Linked DNA regions of Sus scrofa: all the other regions are linked to region 2. A link is a contact called in public HiChIP or PLAC-seq and promoter capture Hi-C data. All regions are on one chromosome and are shown on one strand. Each heading gives the region's core, a stretch centred on a gene start, on an enhancer-like site or on the middle of the called end of the contact. The rest is flanking DNA. Distances are from core to core; before and after follow the strand shown.

What was found. Promoter capture Hi-C pulls out the DNA fragments that hold promoters and counts their contacts. HiChIP or PLAC-seq counts read pairs in DNA pulled down with a chosen protein or histone mark.
Region 1: a contact with region 2 is called in an H3K27ac HiChIP or PLAC-seq map of alveolar macrophages. The contact joins the promoter of PCF11 here to the promoter of CCDC90B in region 2. A contact is called at or near these places in 1 of 47 Hi-C or Micro-C datasets (heart right ventricle) and 2 of 2 datasets of contacts at active chromatin or transcription factors (alveolar macrophages and skeletal muscle).
Region 3: a promoter capture Hi-C map of fetal liver shows a contact between it and region 2, with 3 times the contacts expected there. The contact joins the promoter of RAB30 here to the promoter of CCDC90B in region 2. A contact is called at or near these places in 2 of 5 promoter capture datasets (fetal liver and liver), 10 of 47 Hi-C or Micro-C datasets (alveolar macrophages, blood, embryonic fibroblasts and 6 more) and 2 of 2 datasets of contacts at active chromatin or transcription factors (alveolar macrophages and skeletal muscle).

Annotation. Positions count from the first base shown.
Region 1 is chr9:17,295,302-17,299,355 of Sscrofa11.1, reverse strand. It overlaps PCF11 (pre-mRNA cleavage complex 2 protein Pcf11), which reads right to left and starts at 1,487. Exons shown (of 16, transcript XM_021062577.1): 1 at 989-1,487. The coding sequence starts at 1,180.
Region 2 is chr9:17,445,923-17,449,791 of Sscrofa11.1, reverse strand. CCDC90B (coiled-coil domain-containing protein 90B, mitochondrial) reads left to right here and starts at 2,183. Exons shown (of 9, transcript XM_003129718.4): 1 at 2,183-3,294. The coding sequence starts at 3,195.
Region 3 is chr9:17,220,666-17,224,637 of Sscrofa11.1, reverse strand. It overlaps RAB30 (ras-related protein Rab-30), which reads left to right and starts at 1,897. Exons shown (of 5, transcript XM_021062576.1): 1 at 1,897-2,104. It overlaps LOC110255408 (a long non-coding RNA gene), which reads right to left and starts at 1,724. Exons shown (of 2, transcript XR_002335559.1): 1 at 1,453-1,724; 2 at 1-719.

The DNA of each region.
Region 1 (4,054 bases), core at 238-2,737, 150 kb after region 2:
AAAACTCATTATGATAACTAAGTTTAACAGTAACTTAAATGACATATCGCTCCCACATGAATCCACAGAAGAGGAGGACTACAGGGAAATATAGGGTGGCAGAGGACCACTGCTGTCAAGGGGTGAGGCAAAGCACGTCTTCACTCAGGGAAGGGAGGAAAAAAAGAGAAAAGGAAGAGGAGGAGGGACTGAACTTTTCAAAAAAAAACCTACAAGTACTTGTTACCCAGTGGGCCGGTTCTCCACCTACAGGTTGGGTAAGATCTCCTCCCCACCCCCACCCCCACGCCCCACCCTCAACCCCAATTTCCCGTATTTGGGGGCAAATGAGACCCTCCGACAGGAGAATACTAGTTATACCTAGCCGCCCCCACCCCAAAACGGGGCTGACGGGTGTGAGCAGCTGCCTGGCTGGCAGGGAATGGATTCTCCTCTCTTCCCTTTCGCATCATGTGCTTTTCAGGCGCCATGTTGGGCTCCTAACAGGCGGCTGCTCCACTCGGGGCCAGTGCCCTATTCCCACCCGCCAACAGCTCGCTCCCAGGTCCCCCTTCACCTCCTTCCAACCCACAGACACAATTACCCAAAAGGGTACGGGGGCGGGGGGCACGGAGGAAGATCCACTCCCCACCTTCCCAGGGGGTTAGAAAGGTTTTAACACTTACTTTCCCACATCGCAAACTGCCTTTTAAGCCTCCCCCCTCCCCAAACGGCTCTACTTAAAGCGTGTGCCTCGGGACAGACGGTGCGGTGGCCTAAATAGGGAGCTGGTAAGCGGAAGTGGAACTCCACCCTTTATCCTCCCCACTCCCTCCCTTCAAGCGAGGCCCACGCTCGAAGCCTGGGCCAAAGACCGAACCTGAGTTGGGGGGGGGGGTTGGAGAGGAGGAACACTGTCCCCCTTTGGACGGAAGCGAGACCTGGGATGAGGCTGACACTAAAATCAGGGAGTATTAGAAGAATAGGAGGCTGCGGGGTGTATAAAAACCTTGGCGGTTTGGGCCTCGATGAGAGAGACGATCTCCTTGGCGAAGGGCAGGTTCTCCTCGGCTAGAATGGTCAGCATATTGATGTGCGGTTTGCTATTGAAGGTCAGGTCTTCGAGTGATGACTGATAATCCCGACAGGCGTCCTCCCGGGCCCCCGCAGTACCGGCCTCGGCCGGCGTCTGCTCTGACATTGCGCCGCGGCCCCCCTCCGAGGCCCGCCGCAGCTGAAGCTGAAGCCGCTCTCGATACCCCGCCTCCCTTCCGACTCCTCTTCCTCTCCCCTGGTCTCTCGCGGCTCCGGCTTCACCACATGCTGACCGCGGAGGGGGGTTGGGGGACGACACAGGGGGAACCTCGGGTATGAAACGCCGCCGTCTCACGGGTGGTCTCCGTCCACTTCCAGCCGCCACAGACGCTTCTTTCTCCACAGACACAAAATGGCGGCGGCAGTGGCGGCTCCAGCTCCGAAAATGTCTGTGTTCCCAACCGCTGCGTCGTGCGAAATGAGCTAGGGGAGGGGAAATGTGCGGTAAAAGGGCGGGGCCGTTGATAAAGCCGGGCGTGATTGGCTAGTCCTGAAACGTCACAAGCCCCGCCCACAGCCCTTCCGCTGAACGTTCTGGCACCGCCTTCTTGTCGGGATCCTACCCGGACTTTCGCAACACTTACGGCTTAGAGGTGGGGTGGAAAAGACTGCCCCTCTCATTGGCGGATTCATAAGGGACTGTTCGGTCATTTGTTACCATAACAACCCACTCAGGGAGGCCAATAGTCCTGAGGGAGGCTGTTCCCGAGGCAAAACCCAACCAGTTTAACAAGAAAGCTCAGCGGCTCCACTTCGACCCTCCCTCTGCAACGTCCTAGCAGCTGAGCTGCTCCGTCAATCATCCTCCCTTCCGCCTGCCGGGCGGCCCCTGAGCGGGGTGGGGGTTGAGCGAGGAGGAGGCTTTTGGCCGGCCCCGCCCCCCCTCTTCGACTCAGGTGCTCCCGAGAGCCTGGGCGGGTCCTGCTGCCGCGGCCCACATACCCGGCCTGGGATTGAGACCTGGAGGGAGGCGCCGGTTTCAACCGGAACCTTGAGAAGGACCACTAGAGTCAGCTTTAATACACTGCTTGCCACTTCCACAAACAAAAACACCTCCGCCAGCTTTCTAGAGTTGAACCCCTAGGAAAATGCCTTTATTTAGAAGGGGTGCGTGTGTGTGTGTGTGTGTGTGTGTGTGTGTAAGGCTTTTCCATAAGGGTTTTCAGGAAATCTTTGGGAAGCCCACTCAGCTCTAGGAAAGGTTGCTCACAACAGCCACACCCACCCCGGAGCGTGATAACTCTTCTCTCTCGATCTTCTGCACCTCGAAACACCCTTAGAATATGCAATTTGGGTCAAATAGGAAGAATTACGTATTTTACTTGTAGGGATCTTTTCCAAGGTTTCTAAAATCCCTTTTTGGAGCTTGGAAATGATGCTCTCAAAACACAAAGCTTTCAAATAGTTCTGCCTTGAAGCTGCAACATAAAACATTAAACTAAAAAGGTATTTTTCTCATTGAGATAGTAAACTAAATTTAGGCTAAAAAAATTAGATATTAATTACGTAAAATGTGCTTCATTGTCCTTCTTAGGCTACTAGGCTCAGTAGAGATACTTTTTTGTTCCTCAGAAGAAATCGCTCTTAGGAAATAAATGAAGTAATTCCTTTATTTTCCCATAAAAAGTAACATTTTCACTTATTTTTGTTTTGTTTCTGGGTTTTTAGGAGCTTTATTGAAAGTAATTGAGATACGATAAACTGCACATATTTAAAGTGTACAAGATTTTGTTCACATTTATTTTTCATTTATTCTTAATGTGATACCACATATGAATGAGAGGTAAAGCCTGGGGAGAAGAACTTGTCTTTTGTTATTTGAGGCTAAGAAATATTGTTGTATAGGTACTTACGGATCTCAATTTCATGCCATTGTTAGTGATGATACGTAGATATTATAGACACATTTTAAATTAAGCAACTGTCCAAGTTCATGTTTTCTGAAAGGAAATGCCCGCTGTAAAATAGTCCTTGTGGTAGTTTTCCTTGTAATTTTACTTTTTTATTTATTTATTTTTTTTGTCTTTTTTTGTCTGTTGTTGTTGTTGTTGCTATTTCTTGGGCCGCTCCCGCGGCATATGGAGGTTCCCAGGCTAGGGGTTGAATCGGAGCTGTAGCCACCGACCTACGCCAGAGCCACAGCAACCTGGGATCCGAGCCGCGTCTGCGGCCTACACCACAGCTCACGGCAACGCCAGATCCTTAACCCACTGAGCAAGGAAGGGCAGGGACCGAACCCGCAACCTCATGGTTCCTAGTCGGATTCGTTAACCACTGCGCCACGAACGGGAACTCCTTTTTTTGTTTTGTTTTGTTTTGTTTTGTTTTGTTTTTGTTTCCTTGTAATTTTATTTACTTTTATTTTTATTTATTTTTGTCTTTTTAGGGCCGCACAGGCAGCATATGGGGTTCCCTGGCTAGGGGTCGAATTGGAGCTGTAGCCACTGGCCTGTGCCACAGCCACATCAATGCGGGATCCCAGCTGCCTTTGGGACCTACACCACAGCTAACCACAACTGGCATCCTTAACCCACTGAGCAAGGCCAGGGATGGAACCTGCGTCTTCATGGATACTAGTCAGATTGGTTTCAGCTGAGCCATGGTGGGAACTCCCATTCCTTGTAATTTTAAAGATGAATTTAGTTGCTAAATTGTTGCTGAAAATATCTGCTTTGCCTTATTTTTATATCATCCTAACCATCAAGTAAACTTTTGAAAAGTAAATTTTCAAAGCTTTGATTTGGCTTCTATTGTATCCCTCTGAACTACACAGAGAGTAAACAATTTATGCTTAGCATATAAATGAGCAAATCTAAGTGCCCACAAAAGATTCAAAAAAGCGAAGTAGCAATTGTATTTGAACTGCGCTATATTACAAGAATACTTTTACTTTACATCCTCAGGAGAGAAAACAAACTAGATTATCAGTATTGTTAAATACACAAATGAATGCACAAAGCTTCTCCCATTATAGTTTCAA
Region 2 (3,869 bases), core at 934-3,433:
CCAACCTCCAGATGAAGTGCCATCTTCAGGAACCCCCACCGCCTGGAGTCCCCCGTCATAGGCTACTTTTCCTGCCTTCCAAACATCCCCTCCTGTCCATAGGAGTTTTCAGTGTTGTTGTTTCTCCATTTCCAATTTTCTCCTATCCAGTCTAAACAAATTCCATTAATCCGTAGAGGATACTCTTTGTCACCTCTGAGTCTTCCACAAGAAATGTTCTCTTTCATATATATCACCACTTGTTTATCCATTCATCCTTTAATAGATGCATTTGGGCTTTTTCTTTATTTTGCCTAATATTAATAGTTCTGCTCTCAAGGTACTTGCTTGAGAGTCTGTTTTCATTCTTTGGATAAACATCTAGGAATGGGATTGCAGGGTCATACGGTAATTCTGTGTTTAACCTTTTGAGGGAAGACTTTTTTTTTTTTAAGGGTACACCTGCAACATATGGAAGTTCTCAGGCTAGGGGTCGAATCAGAGCTACAGCTGCCAGCATACGCCACAGCCACAGCAACTTGGGATCTGAGCCACATCTGTGACTTATACCACAGCTTACAGCAATGCTGGATGCTTAACCTACTGAGCAAGGCCAGGGACCAAACCCACATCCTTATTGATCCTAGTCAGGTTCTTTAACTGCTGAGCCACAAGGGAACTCCCTGTTCCTTTTTGAAGTGGATGGGGAATTCTTTGTGAAAGGTAGTGGACGTTTTCCTGTGGCAGACCCAGAGACATGATTGGGTATTCTCTGCATAGGGGAGGCAGGACTCTGTCTGGATTCTCATGTCTTAACACTGTGCCTGGCATTATTAAGTAAGCACTGCTCAATCAGGATTAGTTGAAGGAATAAAGGGAAAAAAATCAATGAGAGACACTACCAAAGATGATGTAACATTGCAAGATATAAAAAGTTTCACAGTTCTCCCACCCCCCCTTTCTTTTCATCATTCTTTCCTTTGATTCAGTGTAATTAGCAAACTTATGATGGGTTTTCATTGTCAGCCCCCTAGTTCCATCAGGAAAAAAATTTCTCCCCAGATTTGTGGAGGACAGGGGGTGGCGATCATTTTCAAGCCATGAAGAATGTGATATTAACATAAAATAACACGAAGCTTTGGTGAGAATGGGCTCCTCTCACTGAAGGTTACACAAACTTGGAAAATTCATTGCAGGAAAAAGGGCAACATCTTCTGTTAGGTCCAGGTACGCCCTCTAGTGTCAGGAACTCCCAAGGACGCTCTGGAAGGAAACGGAGTCCCACCTGTCTGTCTCTCTCAATGCCTCATTCAACAATCTTAAAAAGGGGGCGGGGAGCGGCTCAGTGGGTGAAGGATCTGGCGTTGTTACTGCTGTGGTTTGAGTTTGATGCCTGGCCCACAAACTTCCACAAGACGTGGATGCAGCCCCCCCCCCAAAAAAAACTGGGATTTCTTCATATTAGCTATTCTGAGAGAAAAGAAATGACTGATATAAGTGGCCCAGGCTGTATCCATTCTCGTTGGAGTCACCAGAGTTACATTCACAGAGCTGGAGGAAATCTGGCCATCTCATGCAACTATGTCCACCCCGGGACCTCTGACCTCCTGGCATCAGAGGAAAGGTATTTGGGATCCTCAGGAGGGCCCAGGCATTGCAGAATGCCTAAGGAAATTGTGCTGCTATTGGAGATGAAGCTGGAAACGACAATTTGCCAATTGACAAGCATCTTTGCGTTCAGCTGGAATTCACCCCCTTGATGTTGGATAGTCACTGCTGATCTGCCACTTCCTGAATAGTAGTTATGTCCTGAATTAATTGAAAATAGGGATATATGTAATGGTTTCATACATGTGATTGGTGAGGAATGTAAGATATGTTTAGATTGGGGGCTCATAAGGGTAAAAATGCAATAAAAGCAGTCCTCCACAGTGAATAAATCAGGACCCACTTCCTGCTACCTTATTAGCCTCTGAGGTATGGATTAACCAGGCTGCTTTTAGAGAGGGAGTCTTTTTCCCTGTCTTTTATGGCCCCACCCACGACATATCAAGATTCCCAAGCTAGGGATCGAATTGGTGCTGCAGCTTCCAGCCTATGCCACAGCCACAGCAACACCAGATCTGGGCTGCCTCTGCAACCTATACCGCTAGCAGCTCACTGCAACAAAGGATCCTTAACCCACTGAGCGAGGTCAGGGGTGGAACCCGCATCCTCATGTATACCACTCAGGTTCTTAACCTGCTGAGCCAGGAATGGAACTCCTTTCTTCAATTTTTAAAGAGCCATTTATATTTCCTCTTCTTGTTAAAGCCCTGGCAGGAATCAAATGTTCTTTTAATGTGCCTACTGCTTTGGATGGTGTTTGTCATACAGCTGAGGCTCACAAAGCTATGACAACCAATTTGTAGACTGAGTAATCCAGTGGTAACTGTTTACATCCTTGCAAGAATAATTAAGCCACTAAAACCTAATGATTGTTTACCACTTTAGAATTCACAAAGAATATACTGGTACATTTGAACTTCACAACTCCTGTGTGTTATTTTCAGCATTTTACCATGTGGGGCAAAGTCTGGAGTAACTGAGGTCTGACAGTGATAAATGGTGAAAATCAGCTCCACCCTAGAAACAGAGGAATTCAATTTTCCTGAAGAGAGCAACTAAAACAAAGAAATTTCGTCTTCCTGTCCACGAGAGGGCGAAAGGGCAGGAATGACGCGTTGGCTGGACTACACTTCCCAGAAGACCTCTGCGATACCGCCCCCTCTCCTTTGCTCAGCGGCCGAGGACTGCAGGTCCCAGAGTGCCGTTCTCCTTAGACTTCCGTCTCCGGTCGAGCCAAGCTCGGAATGGCCGTAGGCTCTCCGGTGTGAGTTGGCTGTGGAGTTGTACACTTCATTGCCAGGATATGGGCGCCGGCAGGTCCTCAAACAAGATTCCGCTTTCTTAGGGTGGTAACGGCGTTCTCGGGCTGGGGAGGGACGGTGGGAAAAGCGGAGCCGCTCTGAGCCATGCTAATGAATCGTGGGTCAGCCTGTGAAGAGGCCCGGCTTTGCGGGGGTGCGCTAGGAACCTTCGTCGGCGTATGCGTGTGTTACAGGCCGGGAACTACATTTCCCAGCATCCTCGCGGCACCAGAACTACCTTGCCCGAAAACCCGAGCGCGCTTCTGACAGCCTTTACCCCTTCCCGCCTACCGGAAGACTGAGGACATGTGGAGCCGCAGGGTTTGGCTGCTCCTGCGTTCTGAAGGCAGCGGGCGCCGCTGGGATTCAGCTCCCCGCAGGCGTTTCCCGTCAGCCCTACGGAGAGGTGAGGAAAGACACCGTATCTCGGATGCCTCCGTGCTCCGTAGGGAGACGATACCCGGGGTTTCTGTCTGCTCCCGGGGAACGGGAGGCGAGGGTGCCACGCCCTCCTCCCAGGCCCCTGCGGGTCCGGGCGACCCTACTGCAGGGCCTCGCCTCCGGGGGTTTGGGCAGGACCTTCCTCCTCTTAAAGCGCGCCTCTGAAAGCCAGGCTCCACCATTAGAGCCCCGCCAGGCGTCTTTCCGAACCTTTTAATTATCAAATGTGGCTGACGATGCAGCCCTCTGGAGTAACCATAAGGTAATCTGGGTTCGCAGATAGCCTTTGCGGCCAGTTAAAACTTAAACTGTGGTACTTAGGTGGTATCTTGGGGCCCAGACTTTTGGTAAACTACAGCGTACATTTCAGGTCCTCTATAGTTTTCAGTACTCTGCAATCACCTGGTAGCCTTTTCCAAAAAAAAGAAAAGAAAAGAAAACGGGACTGCCCAAATCTACAGGTGTGTTGACTGGCCCGCACACCTGTTAGCAGTGTGTTCCTGGAAAGCTGCCTTACTGAGAGATGTTTACGGAATATTT
Region 3 (3,972 bases), core at 648-3,147, 220 kb after region 2:
AGACTTGGCTGGGATCTGGAATGGCTGTGGTGTAGGCTGGCAGGTGTAGCTCTGATTCGACCCCTAGCCTGGGAACCTCCATATGCCACGGGTATGGCCCTAAAAAGCAAAAAACAAACAAAAAACAGACCTGGAGTTCCTGTCGTGGCACAGCAGAAACAAATCCGACTAGTAACCATGAGGATGCGGGTTCAATCCCTGGCCTTGCTCAGTAAGTCAGTTATCGGGTGTTGCCGTGAACTGCAGTTTATGTCCCAGAGGTGATGTAGGCCAGCAGCTACAGCTCTAAACCCCTAGCCTGAGAACTGACATGTGCTGTGGGTGTGGCCCTAAAAAGCAAAAAAAAAAAAAAAAAAAAAAGAAAAGAAAAGAAACAAACCTACTCATCTGATTTATCTGCAGCATGACATATATAAGATCATTCTTCATAAAACTCTTTTTGTAATTGTCATCTGCATACATCTGGGTGATGTTTCTACCATGTTTTTGTCTTTTGTAATCACTCTGCCTAGCCTTTCTTTGATATAATCCATTTATCAGCAATAATTTTAACTCCTAACAGGTGAAGTGCATAGCTCTACCGACCCAGTAATTCGTTACTTTTGTTTTCACAATAACATGCAAAATGAAACGTTTAACAGCACAAATATATCAGCATTTTTAGCCCTTCAGACACTTTCAGGAAGAAATTTCCCATCTTTTCATAGTGTAGATAGACTCTGAAAAAAAAACACACAGCATTGTTTTAGTAACTGGAAAAAAAATCACAGTTCATTTGAGACACTGGGCAAAATTACTTGATCTCAGTTACTTAGTTTAAAAGAAAATCAGTTCCTAAAGTAGTCGTATATATGGAGTTCTACAAATTAAACACTAAATGTATTTTTAAAATAGCGATCCATGCTACCGAAGATCCAGTCTTCGCAGTATTTTTAAGCATACACCCTAAGTTTCTTCAAATGCCGCTACACTCCGGAACCAAACGCCAGCCTTAAACAGGTATTCCCTTACAACATCTCCCTGCCTTCGCGGGCACGTATGAAGATGTTTTAAACCAAGTTTATTTACTTCCGTAGGATTCAGTCCCTGTCACTTCTTTACTGCAGGCCCAAAGCATCGTCCTTTTTCCAGCTCAGCTATCTTCCAACATCGATTTCTTTGGAACCTTTTCCAAATCATCTCTGTATGAAAAACCAGTGAAGGTGCAACACCTTGGGAAGGATTAAGGCTGGCTGGAGAATGAATGACAAGATAAAAAATAAATTTGGGAAGGGCAGCCCAATTCTGTAGGTGGAATCTTCTCCGACCAAAGGTGAGAGTGGCCACGCCGGGTCCCCGCATCTACCAAAAAACACAACCGCCCCGACTATCCTGTTTACGGTGCTCTGAGACCAGGAGACAAACTCCCTCAATCCCTTAATTATAAACGGTGCAAGTGACAGGGACCAATACCTGCAGGACCCTGAGGCCGAGGCCCACTCGGCCTCTGATGCCGCCACTAGCCGGGCTCGTCCGACTCAGTCCCCAGGTACCGCTTCCAGCCCCTCCCACCCCGGTACCCAGGTTCGGAACCCCAGGCTCTTCGGCCCGCTTGTCCTCCTCCTCACCGTCCCCTCTGCACCACCTCTCGGCTCCCGCGTTCCCTAAAACCTCAGCCGGCGCGGCGGAACCTTCCCCGCGCTCCTAACATGGCGGCCGAGTCCCCTTTACTCCCTTGGCCCGCTCTGGGCGCGTCTGACCTTGGCGCATTTTGGGCTTTGTAGTTCCGGCGATAGCCTCTGTGTCCCGCCAGTCCGTGAGGAGACTACAATTCCCAGAACCCTCCGCTTCTGAGCATGGCTATTGGGGCCTTTTGGACAGAGGGATGATGTCATTGCAAAAACCCCACTGCATTCATTGTGCTACGGTCTATCCTCCCCCCTGCTGCTGCTAGGCTTGCTATTGCCGCTCGCTCCAGCTGAGCTAAGAGTAGCAGCAAGCACCAGGGCAGGGGCTGACTCCAGCCCTTGGACTTAGGACTCCGCAACACCTTCCCTTGCGTGCGTGACTCATTCGCACATCCTTTCTGTTTATGCCTGGGGTGGGGAGAAAAATCCCAAACCAGGTGAGTTGAAGTGATTTATTCAATAGGTTCTACCAAGTTATTCCTCCCGCTTAGTTCTCAAGGCTTTCTTTTGGGAAGATGGGGGCGGGAGGATTGGGGAGGTGCTCGCAAAGCGCTGCTAAGCGAAAAGCTCTGTACAATTTGGGTCACTGCAAAGAACAACTCCAGCAACCTTCCCCCACCAGAGGACCGATGCCTGCCAGTTCCCTAGTCGCAACTCCCCTCAACCTTTTCGGAGGCTGGGAGAGGGGGCTGGGCTGGGGTGGATGTTGGGAAGTGCTCTTGGAAAATCAGGGGAAGGCAGAGGTGGGAGACTGCAGTCCTGTCACATACGGCCCGAGTGCTGAGATTTGAGTGGGAAGGGGTGATGCGTGGGGAGAAATGGAGACAGTGATTTAATGTGGTCGCACTACTTTGGAACATTTCTGTGCCACTTGGGCGAGCACACACTATTCATTTTTAAGACGAGCGGGCTTCTGAGTAGGTTAAGTTTTGTGGGGCGTTATTTTGTGCGTGTGTCCATGTCGTTTGTCTCGCCTTTTCTGCTGATTTGAGGTGACAGTGTCCTTTAATGGTGCACTATGCCAGTCACAAACGTTTCACGTGTCTGGGGAAGGTTCTCTTAGGCTGCTAGAAGCAACATTTTTTTTTTTAAGTGTTTTTCTTCTCCCGACTGCAGGATTTCAGGATTGTTTGGAAGTGGAGCCGACAGATTTGTGCTTGTGTGAGTGTTTTAAATTACATTGCAATAGGCTCCTTGCCACTGACAGTGGTACCATAATGAGCTGCTGTTTCCTGAGGCACAATCACCAGTCACAAATAACGGTTCGGAGAAGGGATCATTAGGGACACTCGGGTTCATTTTAACGCATCAGGGAAAGGAAAAGTTAGAAGCGCTGTTAACCTTCATTTGCCATTGCTGAAAGGTACACAGGAGGAGTGAGTGATCCTGCTGAGGGAAACTGAGGAGCATAGTAGAGTTTTTTGGTTTTTTTTTTTTTTTTTTGGCGTGTGGGTTTTGGTTTTTAAACAAACTGACACGTTTAACAGAACAGAGAGCATCCTGATTTGTATGATATTGGCTCTCTTCTTGTAAGAGTTATTAGGATGATTAGTGCAATAAATACGTTATTTTGAAGTACACAGCTGGTTGACTCCAGAACAGATGGGGCTAGTCTTAGCTGAGAGATCTACAACCTTGGAAATGAATGGACCTGGGGTCAACCACACCCCCTCTTGGAATGTCAAAAGGAGAAATGCCAGACTGTTTTATGCTTAACTCCAAAATGCCAAACCTTTTCATAACCAAGTCAGGCATTGGGGGGAAGTCATCACTAGTTGTCTTCTGCTGCTGAACCAATTTGTTCATTTTTAATTCAGACCTTTAAGTCTCTAAAGTTGCAGCTGGGCGATGCTTCGTTAAATGCTGCTTGTTACTGAATGCAAAGGACAGTCCATTGTATGGGCTTTGTGGTAGAGTGATTTATTGGGAGGCAATGAGCAGCTTTGGGATTTGGGAAAAGATGGACTGTCTGGCTTTTCCTCTCTGCATCTCTCTGTTGCTTACTCTGTGCTTTTCTGAGCACCCTTCTCCACCCCCCAAACCCTGCCCCTCCCACCTTCCTTTCCCCACCCTTCTAGGTCTCTTAAAGTTCTTCTAGTTTCTTTCCCTGTCTTTCCATTTGTAATTCTCATTTTTCCTCTGTGTTTTGAAATCTCCGTCTTTTATCAGCAGTATATTGCATCTCTTTCTCTAAGTCTCTTTCCAGTCTCTGAATACCCTCCCATCCCTTCTCTACCTCACGCAGAAACTCCAGGGTGAATGAAACTGCGAATATTTATTCTACGGAATCATCATTGAAGAGGCT